Linked DNA regions of Mus musculus: regions 2 and 3 are each linked to region 1. Evidence: chromatin contacts called from public HiChIP or PLAC-seq data. All regions are on one chromosome and are shown on one strand. Each heading gives the region's core, a stretch centred on a gene start, on an enhancer-like site or on the middle of the called end of the contact. The rest is flanking DNA. Distances are from core to core; before and after follow the strand shown. Region 1 holds the start of Xkr7 (X-linked Kx blood group related 7). Region 2 has its middle 22 kb from the start of Commd7. Region 3 has its middle 32 kb from the start of Nol4l.

The links. HiChIP or PLAC-seq counts read pairs in DNA pulled down with a chosen protein or histone mark.
Region 2: a contact with region 1 is called in an H3K4me3 HiChIP or PLAC-seq map of embryonic stem cells, with 7 read pairs. The contact joins the enhancer-like site here to the promoter of Xkr7 in region 1. A contact is called at or near these places in 5 of 39 promoter capture datasets (the C10 cell line, hippocampal neurons, liver and 1 more) and 1 of 115 datasets of contacts at active chromatin or transcription factors (embryonic stem cells).
Region 3: an H3K27ac HiChIP or PLAC-seq map of large pre-B cells shows a contact between it and region 1, with 2.7 times the contacts expected there. The contact joins the enhancer-like site here to the promoter of Xkr7 in region 1. A contact is called at or near these places in 5 of 39 promoter capture datasets (the 3T3-L1 cell line, the C10 cell line, hippocampal neurons and 2 more), 1 of 484 Hi-C or Micro-C datasets (B cells) and 1 of 115 datasets of contacts at active chromatin or transcription factors (large pre-B cells).

What each region holds. Positions count from the first base shown.
Region 1 is chr2:153,029,300-153,034,323 of GRCm38.p6, forward strand. Xkr7 (X-linked Kx blood group related 7) reads left to right here and starts at 2,553. Exons shown (of 3, transcript NM_001011732.1): 1 at 2,553-3,299. The coding sequence starts at 2,716.
Region 2 is chr2:153,608,226-153,613,249 of GRCm38.p6, forward strand. No RefSeq gene overlaps it. Among named protein-coding and RNA genes, the nearest start is that of Commd7, 22 kb to the right of the region's middle. Within about 2 kb of position 2,911, at least 131 of the 459 cell types and tissues checked have an H3K27ac peak or open chromatin away from gene starts, as enhancers often do. A contact at or near this core is called in embryonic stem cells, where this site is marked.
Region 3 is chr2:153,559,371-153,564,394 of GRCm38.p6, forward strand. No RefSeq gene overlaps it. Among named protein-coding and RNA genes, the nearest start is that of Nol4l, 32 kb to the left of the region's middle. Within about 2 kb of position 1,996, at least 171 of the 459 cell types and tissues checked have an H3K27ac peak or open chromatin away from gene starts, as enhancers often do. A contact at or near this core is called in B cells, hippocampal neurons and pre-B cells, where this site is marked.

The DNA.
Region 1 (5,024 bases), core at 1,303-3,802:
CATTCATTAAGTTGTCCAATGTTCTGGAGGGGGTTTAAAGTTGTTCGTTTGTTTTTGATACAGGGTCATGCTATGTAGCTCGGATTGGTCTGCTGCCCACTATGAACCCCAGAATAGCCTTGGATTCACAACAACTCTCTTGCTTCACCCCTGCTCCTTACCCTAAGTGCTAGGATCACAGGTGTTTGTCACAATGCCTGGGTCTCATTAGATGATGTTTGTTTGTTTTCTTTATTTTATTTTATTTTATTTTATTTTATTTGAGACAGGGTTTCTCCTGCAGCCTTGGTTGTCCTAGAATTTGCTCTGTAGACCAGGCTGGTCTCAAACTCATAGAGATCTATCTGCTGCTGCCTCCCAAGTGCTGGGATTAAACGTGTGTCCCACCACTGCCCGGCTTTTATTTCTTTTATTTTAAAATACTATTATCTAGAGTTATATAAGGCTATCTTCATATTTTCATAGGCTACCAACTGAGTACCAGACCTAGCACCGAGCACTAGAAAGTCTCAGGGTAAGGAAAAGTAGGTGAGTTTCCCTCAGGAAGACCCCAGGCATCTCTAAACACTCACACATGCGAAGATAAACTGCTTGCTGGTGTGTCAGTGTGAAGAAAGGAAAGGCCAGGGTGCTGTGGCAGCGATAACCAGAGCATTGGGGAACATTCCTGAGGGTCAGGAAGCAGGGCTTCTGTGGGAAGACCCTCTTAAAACATCCCATTAATAGTTGTCCTCACTGTTGTGCTAGCAGGAAGGCATGGTGTATCCTTTATTTTGTTGTTCTATGAAGCCAAGAAAAACTGAGTGGTTTACCCAAAGCTGTGGAATCATGCAAAGACTATAGGTGTTCAACACAGATTTCTTTTTTTTTTTTCTGGCATCAGAGCATCAGACTGTACAGCCTGATTTCTGCTACTGCAGTTATCAAACTGTTTATGGGATATATGGAGGCTTCCATTTAGTTAGGACCCAGAGGTGGGATCCTATCTTTGCGGGTCCCATCCGAGCAAGCACCTGTGAAGTCATCGATACAGACCTCTAAGGACTAACAATGGGGTGTCAGGAGCCAGGCCGACTCTCTGACCCCACTTAAGGTTCTATATATATTAGATTGGCTTCTTTAGGAGTGATGAGTCTTTCTGACTGAAACCTCTAGCCTCCTGACAGCCTAAACATGGGCTGCTGGCCTCCAATCCACCTTGGAAAACTCCCTTAGCCCTTAACACCTCCCCTCTGCTTTTAGCTTTAGGCAACAGCTGGTACCCCAACCTCCCAAGCATCACTGAGACCAAAACGGTCCCTGGACACGAAAGGGAAGCCAGGCTGCAGGACAGCAGATGGCTGCTCCACCCAGCCCAGGGCAGCTGTCTCTTCTATCTTCCCTGTCACTCTGAGGCAGGGTGGTCCTTCCACCTCACTTCCTCCCCTCCTCACTCTTCCTCACTCCCTTGAGTTTTCAAAGCCTATTCGAGAGCCACGTTTGAATTTGTTTCTAACACTATGTGATTTTAAGCCACTAAATGTATCTTTTGACTCTATGTTTTCTCATCTATAGAATGGGCAGAACAATATAGACCATATAAATTGTGAGACTAAAATGATTAGCGATTCCTCATTGCTTAGAATAATGACAAAGAAATGGTTCAGTGTCCTAGGATATCCCATCCAAGCCAAGGTGTAGTTGTGTGGGAGTACTCAGGCACATGAGAGACCCCTAGCTCCTCTCATGGACTGTGTTTATAATGTTCCTCTGTTCTCTCCAGTTCCAGGCTGCTGCTTTGTGATCCCTGCTCCACTTTGGCTGCCAAGTCTTCTTGCTAAATCCTGACCTAGCCACCTAACTCCTCAGCTGACATTCTGCAGCAGGTGCCCCCGTTGTCACCTTCTGGCCCTTCAGGGTCCAATCCATCGGAAATCGCCAGTTTTATCGTTCTGCACCCCCACCCCCTCTTCCGGACATCCTAGAAAATGTGGCCTCCAGTGGTGATGGGAGTAGCTGTTTGCACTTGCTCTTTCCTTCCCAAGGGGTTCCCTCCCATCCCTTTCCTCTGCCTTGCCTAATCAGGCTAGTGGCCAGATGAACGCGGTTCCTAAAAGAAAGGTGATCGAGAGACCGAGAGACCGCAACTCAGAGAACCGCAGTTTCTCAGCTTGAAAAAGACAATGAGAAAAGAGATCTCTCAAGATCAAAGGAGGGGATGAAACAATAAGTGAACACGGGGGAACTAGGAAGTGGCGTTGGAAGGAGTGACTGCTAACGGGTTATGGCAGGTGCCCAAGCAGCTGCCCCCACCCCTGTCCTTTTATTCTCAGACCTCGGCCTCCCACCCTCCTGGGACATTGCAAGACCCAAACCACCGGAGGTACCACAGGAGATCAATGGAAAAGGAGAGGATAGGGCGGGGGCAGTCAAAGGGGGAGGCCAGAGGCAGAAAGCATGTGGTTGGGCCCCACGCCTCCGAGGAAGCCATGCGAGGGTGACCTGGGATGCTCTCCCCACCCCGGCCCCCTCCCTTCCCAGGGGGCGGCCCACATCCAGGCCGGAGCCCGGGCGGGGCGGCGCCGGCAAGGATGAATAATTGAGGTAGAGGGGAGGAGGAAGAGGAGCGGCGGAGGAAGAGCGGGAGGCGGGAGCCGCCCGCGCAGGGTCCTCCCCACTCCGCACCCCACCCGCTCCGCCGCCCGGAAGTCGCTCCCCGCCTCCTGCTCCGCCAACATGGCCGCGAAGTCGGATGGAGCGGCGGCCGTGGCCGGCCCGGGGCCCGAGGGGCCGGCGGGAGCAGATCGGGGCGGGGCGGGAGGGCGCGGGGAGGCTGCGGCGGGGATCGCGGGCCCGGGACCGGTGGAGGCGGGGTGCCCGGGGCCACGCTACGAGCTGCGGGACTGCTGCTGGGTGCTGTGCGCGCTGCTCGTGTTCTTCTCCGACGGCGCCACCGACCTGTGGCTGGCGGCCTCCTACTACCTGCAGGGTCAGAGCACCTACTTCGGCCTCACCCTGCTCTTCGTGCTGCTGCCCTCACTGGTCGTGCAGCTGCTCAGCTTCCGCTGGTTCGTCTACGACTACTCGGAGCCCGCGGGGACCCCGGGACCCGCCGTCAGCACCAAGGACAGCGACATAGTCGGAGCCGCCATCAGCACCAAGGACAGTGCTGTCGCCTTCCGGACCAAAGAAGGTAGCGCGGAGCTGGTCCCCCGGCCCGCACCATCCTCGGCCGGCACCTACCGCCGCCGCTGCTGCCGCCTCTGCGTCTGGCTACTGCAGACCCTCGTTCACCTCCTGCAACTCGGCCAGGTCTGGAGGTAGGAAAAGAGCAGGTGAAGGAAGCTTGAGTCTGGGAGTGGGATGCCGCCCCAGATCTGCTCTGGCCTTTCTAGCCCGCCCTGCTCCTGTCCTGACCCTCACCCCGACCCACTCCATTGCCGCTCTCATTTCTTTGCAGTCAGCTCCTCACCTCTGCAAAACTCTGTTGGAACCATAGCTTTGATCTGGCTAATGGGGCAAGATGGGGTCAGAGATTCTGAGTGATGTATGCAGAGAACAAGGGGACACTTGGAACAGGACCACAGCGATCCTTCCAGTCCTGACCCTTCCCCCATGTCCAGGTACCAAGCCTCGACTTAGGAAACCACTCAGAAGTCCTCCCTACCACTCACAGGCACTCAGTTTAGAATTGCAGCCCACCCCAACATCCTGGAAAAGGCAGCTAAATGACTATCCCGCCCAAACTTTCTGGTTTTGTAGAGAAAGGGCCTGGGGTGAACCCAATTCAGCACTGGTTAGCTCCTACTTCCTAAGGAGCTCCACAGTGCCGTCCCATCCCCCAAAAGGGACCAAGGAGATTTGGAATCTTGACTCTGACACTAGATGGCTACTGGCTGACCCTTAGTCTTCAGACCGGATGCTGAGGCTTCATTCAAACTGTTCACTTGCAGGCTTCATCCTTTGCCAGCAAGTAGGGTGCCTGCTGGGCTGAGGTAATTGGAGAGAGGGGGAATTCTAAACCACAGCTCCTCTCAAATCAGGATTACTCTAGTTCCTTGGGCTGTACTCTGCGGTGACAAAATGGGTTTGCTTACTGTGTGATCTTAGGCACACCTCCTCCTCCCTCCAAGTCTGTTCTCTCACCTGTGAAATGAGAGGAATCTCTGCTCTTCTCATCTTGCTGGCTTACTGTTTTGTTTTGTTTTTTTTTTAAACATGTTGGGATGAGCAGGCAAGAGGAGGTCTGTGTGGGGACTCTGGAGACTGGAACATATTTTGGGAATGTCAGGGATTACCGCGATTATAACGGAGGTGTGGAAAGCACAGGGAAAGCCACTCTTCAGATATAGAAGATGGTTATTTACTCTGTTGCATTTGAATGGATTCTGCCTAAGTCAGAAGACTTTGTTCTGAGCTGAGCATTGGACACTGGACCCCTGGTGTTTGCCCCAGCTGCTCACTTGCTCTGTGTCACCCTTGTTATTCTGTTGGCTCTCTCTCTGCCTTAGTTTCCCCATCTTCCCCAGCCAAGATGATGTGTATTCTACTTCTGTTGCCCCAGAGTAAGGGGAAGAGGAAAACACTATCCATGGTCTTATTATTATTAGCTTGACACACAAAAATATTCATGTCTACATCCAGGAACTAATCTGCATTTATCATTCTGTGCCCAAGTGGACAGATGGTGAGTTATTTTTAGATTCTGAAATGGTAACTTCCTATTCTGGGTAGCCAAAGCTTCATCCCCCTTTCCCTTTAGCCTAAAGTGGGCCAGCTGCCCCACAACTCACAGGCTGCCTTCCTCCCCATTCAGAATCCACATACACGAAGCTAATAGTAATCTTCTTTCTTGAACAGAAATTGAGTTTCCCTCCAATAGGGAGAAGAACTGAACTAGATGGGCGGAGGGTGGGGGGGAGTGGCTGGAAATGGTTGAAGGCCCATTGAACTCCATGGTTCCCAATACAAATAACTCTCCCCGATATTTTCACTGTTCTACACTGGGAAAGTGAGAGCTGGGATGAGATGACTTGGAAGGGAAA
Region 2 (5,024 bases), core at 1,661-4,160, 580 kb after region 1:
TGTCCTTGGCAAACCCAGACGCTGTTACATGCCAGCTTGCCAGTCTACCTGACAGTGCCATACGCCTGTATCCAGCAACCACATGCCAAGCACCGCCCAGGGTAAGGGACCAAGCCCAGCTAGGGGAGGCGTTGGGGAACAGCGCTGGGCCTCCAGGCTTGGTTTATCAGCTCTCACAGAGGGCAGAAACCACACAGTCAGGAAATGGCAGGTGTGAGAAGAAGAGGAAGTATATGGGCTGAAGCCATGGCTCTTCCCCGTTCCCTGGTGACATCCCTGCCTCTTCTGGTGTCCAGGGCTTTTGAAGTGACCACAGCCCCAGACTCTGCCAAGGATGAACCGGAGGCAAAAGGGGAGCAGTAGCCGGGCAGTGGTGGCGCACGCCTTTAATCCCAGCACTTGGGAGGCAGAGGCAGGTGGATCTCTGAGTTCAAGGCCAGCCTGGTCTACAGAGTGAGTTCCAGGATAGCCAGGGCTACACAGAGAAACCCTGTCTCCAAAAAGGGGGGTGGGGTGGGGAGGGAGCAGCGAGCAACCTTGGGTTCAGTAACTAATACCATAAAAATAAGTGCCCAGGGGGTGGGTCGGTGGGAGGGTATGGGGGACTTTGGGATAGCATTGGAAATGTAAATGAGGAAAATACCTAATAAAAACAAAAAAGTGCCCAGTAAAGGGTAGGGAGAGGGACCTCACTTCCCCCTCTCCCTCCTCAGGAAAGATCTTTTCACAAGAAACGGGTGTCAGCTATGGGGCTCAATAGACCCAAACCCTAGGAAATGGAATGCCTAGTTAGGGAAGCAGGCGTGTTGAAGAATTAAGTACAGGGACAGAAGTCCCCACCAGAGCACTGTGGGCGAAACAAAGAGATGGTGACCTCCATGGGGAGGTCAGTATCTGTCACAACGCAAAGGAGGCTGAACAGGGAAAAGTGCAGTGACATCAGTTGCCACCCCCAGCCGTGCTGGCTATCCAGAAGGGCAGCGGACTGAGTCCCAACAGACGCACGTGCTTCTGCGGACTCACTCCTCCAGCCAAGGTCTACACTCATGGAAGTAGTCACCCCTGCCTGGCTCCTGGTCAGCATGAGTAGGGCCGGAGAGAGGAGTTGGCACACTGATTCAAAGGTAGTCCCCAAGGAAAGACTGGGGCCAGCTTCCAGGCCTGTGTATTTTTTTTTAGGTCTATCTATCTATCTATCTATCTATCTATCTATCTATCTATCTATCTATCTATCTATCTATCTATCTATCTATCTATCCAGACAGGATTTCATGTTGCCCAACCTGGCCTCAGATTTGCAAAGCTGGCCTTGAATCCCCAGTCGTCTTCTCTACACATCCCAAGGGTCAGGATTACAGGCATGCACCACTACTGCCACTCCTGGAACCTTTCATCTTGTTTTTCTGTCCCTTGGCTGGCAGGACAGGCCTCTTTCCAGAGACTTGGCACAAAATTCCAAGGCTTGGCCTGCTGACAAGGCGGTGGGAGGAGGCCTGCGCCAGAGACTCCTCCCCACTCCACTCTGAATTCATCGCCACTGCTGACCGCTAGAGGGGGCTGGAGCCCAGTGACCCCTGCCATTATGAGTCTCGGAGCCGGCAGTCACCATCACCTCAGCAGCCCCTAAGGTCTTTGTCTCTGCTCTCTGAGGCCTGTGCTGGAGGGCAGGGGCAAAGCTAAGCAGGGGCTGGCCTTCCTGGGCTCATCTCAGCGCCCTTACGGAGCCCAGTGAGGCAGGCCACAGAGTGAATAAAGGGTAGACTGAGGAAGAAGCCCTACTTCTGGCAAGTAGGTGGCTGACCTTCTCAAAGCTTCCTGAACTCATGCAGAAGGAAAGACCCCTTACCCTAGCGGGGACCTCCGGAGCCCTGACTCCCCTTAGCTGCCTCTCTCTCTAGCTCAGCCTCTGTTTCTCCTTACTTGACACAGGACTTATGGAGCCCAGGCTGGCCTCAAATTCACTGTAGCTGAGGCTAGTCTTGGATCCCTAATTTTCCTGCACTGGCTTCTCTCCTTCCAAGTGGTAGGATGACGGGCACATGACACCATGCTGGCTTCTTTTTATTCTAGTGCTTGTTTGTTTGTTGTTGTCATTGTTGAGACAGTTTCATTTTGTTACTTTGACTGGTTTGGAGCTCTCTATGTAGACCAGGCTAGCCTCAAGCTCAGAGATGCACCTCCCTCTGTCTTCCAAGCGCTCAGACTGAGACACACCACCACACGGGCTTAGGTTTTTTTTGTTTTTTTGTTTTGTTTTGTTTTTTTGAGATAGGGTCTCACACTATAGCTTCTATAACCCTGGCTATCCTAGAACTCACTAAGTGCCCCTCCTGCCTCTACTTCCTGCATGAGCCACTGTGGGCTCTGCCCAGGCTTTGAGATGGATCTGAAAACCCTACCACTGTAGCCACAAGCACAGGGTTTCTCCCAGGAACGATTTCTCAGAACTTTGGATATTTCTTTGAATATTCCTAGATTCAGTGATAGAATAAACCAGGGGGAAGAGCTGGGGTCTGGTACGTGGGTGGAGAAGGCAGAATCGTTGCCTATCTCTCCCTCCTGCTTTCCTAGGAGCTCAGCCCCCACCCTGCTCCCACCCTATGTTCTAGCTCCTAGGCCTGGCTGCAGAGGCCGCTGTGGAAGAGTGTTACTCCCCCTCCCCGGACACCTCTGCTGGAGGCATGGCAGGCTCCAGGCAGGCAGCGGTGCCAAAAGCTGCTGACAGCGGCCTTCTAAGAAGGAGGGAGCCTGGAGACAAAGACAGAGGAGGAGAAGCCCAGTGGGGCTGCTCCTCCCCCACTGCCACCATAAGCTAAGAGAAGCTGGGAGGAGAAAAACCGACAAAGACCACCGATGTCCCAAACCGCAGAGTTCTGAGCTGTGCAGGCCTTTCCGTCTCTGGAGCCAGCTGCCTGCCCTGGGCAGATTAGGCTCCGGAAAAGAGGCCTGCGCCCCAGCCCTTGTAGCTCTGGCTGAGTCTTAGTCAGTCCTGTCAGGAAATCATTCATAAAAAATGACACCTTCACAGGGCCCTCTCCTCGGCCACACAGCCTCAGGGCCAGAGCCCCTGTCTCCAGCTTCCCCAGACCTCCTCTTTTTCCTCCTCCTGGAAGGAGACCTACGAAAAGCACATGAAGTAAGGCCAGCTCAGCCCAGCAAACCAGCCCTGGTGGAGCATCCACCCTGGGGACAAGAGTGGGGTCAAGAAGGACTTCACTCAAGTATGAACACGCGAGCAAGTGTCACTGACAGCTTCCAAAGGTTTCCAGCGCCATATGGCGGTGGGCATTTATTTATTTATTTAATGGGTGGACGTCTAGAGTCAAGTCTCCTAGCATTCTCCCTGGGCCCAGCTTGGCACATTATAACTGGATCAATCTACCTTAAAGGAAAACAAATCCATGGAAGGGAAATGACCAGCCCTAGGTCACCAGAGACTCCCAAGGGTAGATAATGCCATTGGAATCTGGGAACTAGCCCCATGAGGAAGAATTGAGCTCTTAATCTTAGCCCTGAGTATCTGTCCCCACCCCACCCCACCCCAGCCCCCTGCTGACTTCTGTCCAATTACCCTTGTTTTCTCTTCCCCTACCCTGGCCCTTTGTTTCCTAAAGATACAAAGTATGCACTGGCCTCAGGGCCTTTGCAGGTGCCATTCCTCTGTGCCTCATTACTAGGTTAGGCTTCTTCATCCTGCAAGACCAGATCAGATCAGCTTCTCAAATAGACCTTCCCAGAACACCATAAACTCCCACTCTGTGTTACCCCCTCCCCCCACCTAGAGCCCCCACCTATTGCTACATTCCTGCAATCCCAGCTATTTAGGATTCTGAGGAATGCCTGACTAGGTTACAGAGCCAGTTTAAGACCAGTTTGGGCAACTCAGTGAGACAGTATCTCAAAAGGAAGCTGTCGCTCTCCAACAGCTTAGCAAGCATGAGGACCAGAGTTCAAGTCCCTAGCATCCCTGTTAAAAACTGGACATGAATGCACACCTATAACTCTAGCTTAGTGGGAGACAAACAGGAGGATTGCTCTATCTCTCTATATATTATATATATAAACAAAATCTTTAATAAATGAAAATATGAAGACACTGGAAGTTTACCAAGCCTACATTGACCGATGTGTGTGTGTGTGTGTGTGCGCACACACACACACACACACACACACACACACACACACACCCGACTGTTCAAAAATGTCTTTAGAGATCATCTGAATGAATTCCTGCTTGTGGATTGCTTGGTTGGTTTTTAAAACAGGTAGCCCAGGCTGGCCTGGAACTTTATATGTAGTTAAGGGTTGCCTTGGATTCCTGCTCTTTTTACCCCACTTCCTAAAAATCCTTGTTTTATAGTTGAGGGAACCACCCAGGAAAGAGGAAGAAGGGAATACCTCTATCCAGGATTTACACAGAACAGGGAGGGAAGGGCTGGGGCAGGGTGTGGTCTGGGCTCCTTTCAGGGGAACAGCAGATGCCTTAGGTTTCTAAGGACCTGGAGTCTGACACACTTCCAGCATCTTGGCTGAGTTCCACCTAAAATCCTTGTGCACATTTTGGGATCTGTAAACCCCACCCTCCAGCAATCTCTGGGCTAAGCACTAGCGGAAGCCCAGGGGCATTGTCTAGGAAAATTCCCCTCTCTTCACCGAGCTGCTTTGCAAGGGCTCTTTGAAGTGGAAGCAGCCTTTCTCCATAAGCCTCTGTAAGCCCTTATTCAGTCACCATCAGGTACTGGGCCTCCCATAGGCTCCAGGCAGCTCCCATCTCCCTCCATGCACAGGTCAGGGGAAGGGAACATACAGTTCAAAGATGAACCCCACCACCCCTGCCCCTTGCACCTGTCAGGGCAACTCACTCTGACTCAGCCTGCAGAGGCCCCCTGCTCCCCATCATTCATGCCCTCTGCTCCCTAGACATCGGACCTCTGACACCACTCACAGCCTATCTACCAGAATTTATGATTCCCTGGGTGCTGCTCAAGTTTCTCAAACTTGATGTCATGTTCTCCAAGGGTGTA
Region 3 (5,024 bases), core at 746-3,245, 530 kb after region 1:
CTTTACAAATAACTCCAGTTTGTATCAAGTTGACAAACACCAAGAGGACAGAGCTAGGTGCCCTTCAGAGGCTCACTGTAGAACTCAGGGTCTTGATGACCCAGGAACCCAGTCCAAGCTGAGTCCCCTCATGTCCCCAAATCCTGTCCGCTCCTCAGATCCTCCAGTGACTCTCTAGTCTAGGATGTTCTCCTGACTTTCCCAGTGTCCTCTCTCCCCTACAGGAGGTGTCATTAATCCCTGTGACTGCCTGGGCCCTGCCCCACACAGGGCTCCATCTCAGGCCTTTCTCACCTCTTTCTTCTCTTCCCAGTCTATGCCTCAGACTGGTGGGGACTCCGGAGTCTTGGGACTCCAGGGATTAGCCTATTTGCACCCACCTCCTCACTGGGCTGTGAATTCCCACATCCCAGAGCCTGCCCAGCCCAGCTGGCATGAGCCCAGAAAAACCTTAGGGGGGCCCAGCAGAGCCAAAGGGGCCTTGGTAAACATCAAGGTCTGCCTGCCTCCCCCTGTTGTAACAACAATATGAAAAGACACCGTTTCTAACTGTAACACTGGCTCACACTTCCCACGAGCCAGGTGCCACACACACTCTCCGCTCTGCTTTCTTTAAACCCTGCACTGTCTACAGGAACACATCGTGCTACATCCTAGGCTTTCAAAGAAGAAAATCAAAGAGCAGAAAAACTGACTCAACCCCCTGAGGTCAGAGGCCGAACTCCTGGCTAACCATTGAACAGCACGGCCAGATAGCTTGGAGTGGTAAACGGGACTCCATAGCACTGTTGAGACAATGACAAGAGTCCACACAGCTTTTTTGCTGTGTGAACTTAGACAAGTCTCGTATCTCTCTGGCCTCAATTCTCCTGCCTACAAAATGAACATAAACAATCCTCACTAATACAGCTTCCACAAGAGGGAAGAAGGAAGGCTGGACCTCCTACAATAGGATGGGTAAGGTGATTTGGTGGTCTCAAGGCCCCTCCCCTCACAGGCGAAACAAAAACAAAAACAGAAAAACAAACAGAGCCAATCCTGCTAAAGGCAGTGGCAGCGTGGTGCCTCTTTGAGAGGACCTGGGTGACTGAGCCATAAACATCGTTCCTAAGGGAGCTCCAGCAACCACAGCGTGTAGCACTCCTGGAGAGGGTTGGCATTGTTGGTAGTTAGATTTGGTGTCCTGGGTCTGTGGCTAGCAGCTGAAGAGAGGGACATGCACGGGCCCAGTTGAGCCCTAAGTACTGGAAGTCTGGGCACACCCGCCCGCCCCCATACCTGCTATCACCGTCCCACCTGGCAAGGGGAATGGTGCTTCCCCTGAGACTCCCCTGGGCTGTGCCAGCCTCCTGGTGCTGACAAAGCCTCCTCCCCTGCCCCCAGAGACGAATGAGCCTGTGAGAGTGCCAACAGAGGGAGCTGGGGGCTGTGCCTAGGGCTCATGCCACCCGCCCCGACCTTCCCAAGGCGCCCATGTCTCCCCCTGCCCCTTGGCCGCGGCTGGGGCGCCAGCCCCGTTGCTATGGCTGCCGCTCTGAGGAAGCTGCAGCTGGGTAATTATTGCGAACATCCATCCTGCCTCCTGCCCGCCCCAGAGCTGGGTAGCTAGCTGGTGGCCAAGGCTAGGACAGCCCCTCCTGGGCTCCCCACTGGCCACACCCAGCTAGCCTGGCTAGGTGCCCACTGAAGAGGAAAGGAGGGAAGACAAGCCGACAGAACAGGAACCGACCGAAGGAGCCCCCAAACTCCTGCCCTCAGCCTAGCCCAGCCTCAGAGCTGACCAACCAGACTGGCTCTTATTTTTCCAGCTGCATATGAAGCCAGCCTGAAAGCCTCCAGGGGCGAAGGGAAGCTGTCCCTGCCTTTCCTGGGTAGGGGAGCCTGTGGGAGTGTAATGACTCTGGCCTCTCACACAGCGACTGTCCCACTGCACGAGGAGTCCCCTGGGGCCCCACTGCAGGGCTCTGCCACCTCCTCCGCCCCAGAAGCTCGCCCTGGCCCTGGTGTCTAAATATAGCTCAGTCTGGCTGTGCTTGAAGTCACACAGACTCCTAACTGCCCTGGGTGGCCATGTGGAGGGTAGTGAGGGATATCCATTCAGCTACCCCAGACCCATCTCAGGAGCGCAGAGGGCGCCAGGCACCCAGCTGGGCTTGGTGCACATGGGAAGCTGGGGGGTGGGGGCTCTTGCCTTTCACACAATCCCCTCCAGTCCTGCACAGATATGATTAAGAAATTCCCTCTTAAAGAGAAGGGGAGGTCTCCTCACCCAGTCTGGGGACAGCAGGAAAGGGGGAGGGGGAGCAGTGCCGCAGAAGGCTTGCCAGAAGCAAAAGGACAGGTCAGAGTAGAGGGAAGGACAGAATGGCCTAAGGGAAGAGACCCTGGGATGGTTTCCTGTGATAAGAGCGTGGGGTGTACCACAGCGGCACAAGGCTCTGGGACAGTAGCTGGGACAGAAGGCTGCAGAGCACAAGGACACTGCTTTTCTTCCCCTTGGCCTCACTGTGCTCTGCACCGCTGACCTTGGAGGGTGCTTGGCAGAGGAGGTGTGCCCGGATCCTAGTATCTAGGAGTTCCTGAGACAGGAGCAGTCCCAGGGGAAGTAGGGCAGGTGGCAGGGCAGGGTAGTGGGTCATAGAGAAAGAAGAAGAAGAAGAAGAAGAAGAAGAAGAAGAAGAAGAAGAAGAAGAAGAAGAAGAAGAAGAGGAGGAGGAGGAGGAGGAGGAGGAGGAGGAGGAGGAGGAGGAGGAGGAGGAGGAAGAGGAGGAGGAGGAGGAGGAGGAAACAGGACGTAGGGGCGAGAGGCTGCGTGCCCTCCCATCCCCCTCCGCGGTCACAATGCCACCTAGTTTTGTGTCAACTTGACCCAAGCTAGAGTCGTTTGGGAAGAGGGAACCTCAGTGGAGGAAATGCTGCCACCAGATCGCCTTGTGGGACATTTTCTTGAAGATGATTGTGCGAGGGAGCCTGCTTTATTGTGAGTAGTGCTACACCCAGGCAGGTGGCCCTGGGTTAAAAGAAAGCAGGCTGAGTGAGCCTGAGGAGTAAGCCATTAAGCAGCACTCCTCCGTGGCTTCTGCTCCAGTCCTGGCCTCCAGTTTCCACCCTAACTTCCTGCCCTGACTTCCCTCAATGATGGACTATAATCTGTGAGGCAACACAAACCCTCTCCTCCGCACGTTGCTTCTAGTCATGTGTTTCACAGCAAAACAAAAACCCTAACTAAGACAGTCCAGGGCCCCTCAGGGGGACATCTGCTGAAGGAGAGCTCAGGCTGGTGCACAGACAAACCTAGGGCAACTGTCCATTCAGTGGCGAAAATGGCTAGGGCCCCAGTCTTTGTCATAGGGGCATCTCAGTTTTGATGTTCTTTAGGTGTCTGTCACACTTGCAGTCACAGCAATCAATCTCCCCCAATGACTTTCCCATTCCACAGCTCAGGCTGCCTTCCACTAGCTGGACACTGGGACAGAAGGAGGGAAGTGTCACTCCCAGACTGGGAAACTGAGGCTTGTTGAGGTGAAGAGATTTATCCAGAAGAGGAGAGAGGAGAGGGATGGGCGTCAAGCGCCCATCACTGGGGTAGCAAAAGAGGAGAACATAAAACTCAAAACTCAGGCTGGAGAGATGGCTCAGTGGTTAAGAGCACTGACTGCTCTTCCAAAGGTTCTGAGTTCAAATCCCAGCAACCACATGGTGGCTCACAACCATCCGTAATGAGATCTGATGCCCTCTTCTGGAGTGTCTGAAGACAGCTACAGTGTACTTACAAATAATAAATAAAATAAGTCTTTAAAAAAACCAAAAAACTCAAAACTCAAAATCGGGCCCCACACCCTTTAGCACTATGCCAACTGGGAATACAAGCCAGAGGGCAGGCACGGAGGAAACAGACAAGGCCCTTGGGAATTGTCAAGTCAGATCGCCAGTTCTTCTATCTTATAGATCAGAAGCTAAGGCTATGGCCAGCCCTAGACCCAAAGCAGGCTGCTGTTTCTCAGCTTCTGGATAGCAGACACTGGGTGGTGGAGTCCTGCTGACCCTGGCTAAGGTCAGCTAGCCATCTAGTATAAGGTCTATTGAGTGTGCGCAGGAAGAGCGGGTACCAGTGCAGGAGAACCCTGAGCTGACTGCAGCTACAGAGACCTGGAGCTTGAGTTACGGCCACCTGAGTGAAGCAGGGCATACCACAAGTCAGCACCAGTCATTTGTAGGGTTCGCATTCATCCAGGTGTCAATGAGGCTGAGCGTCAGGCAGCAAAATAGAAGAGGTGGGCAGAACAGGCACCAAAGAGTATCTGGCACCTGGTGTGGTGGTACACATCTTTAATCCTAGCCCTCTAAAGCAGACTCGGGGATCTTTCTGAGTTGAGGATAGCCTGGTCTACATAGTGGTCAGTTCTAGGACAGCTGGCCTACATGGTGAGACCCTGTCTCCAAAAAGCTGATGGAAGCTGGGGGTGATGATGCATGCTTTTAATTCCAGCATTCGAGGCCAGCCTAGTCTACACAGAAAATTCCAGGTATGCAGGACTGCACAAAGAAACCCTGACCTGCCCCCCCCCCCGGCCACTCCAAAATAATGGTATGTGGTGTGGTGTAGGGGGGTGTAGCTGGAGAAATTGCTCAGTGTTTGAAAGTACTTGCTGTTCAGAGGACCCAGATTCAGTTCCTAAGCACCCATACACATTAGGTAGCTCACAACCATCTGTAACTCCAGTTCCAAGGGATCTGGGCATGTATAAGTGTCTTACCTGTTTGCATGTGCTTCAGACACATACACATACCCAAGAAGCAAGTAACTAAATCCATTAATAAGCTACTTTAAAGATTTATTTGTTTATTTTATATATATGAATACACCATTGCTCTCTTCAGACACACCAGAAGAGGGCATTAGATCCCATTACAGATGCTCGTGAGCCACCATGTGGCTGCTGGGAATTGAACTCAGGACCGCTGGAAGAACAGTCAGTGCTCTTAACCACTGAGCCATTTCTTCAGCCCCATAAACTAATTTA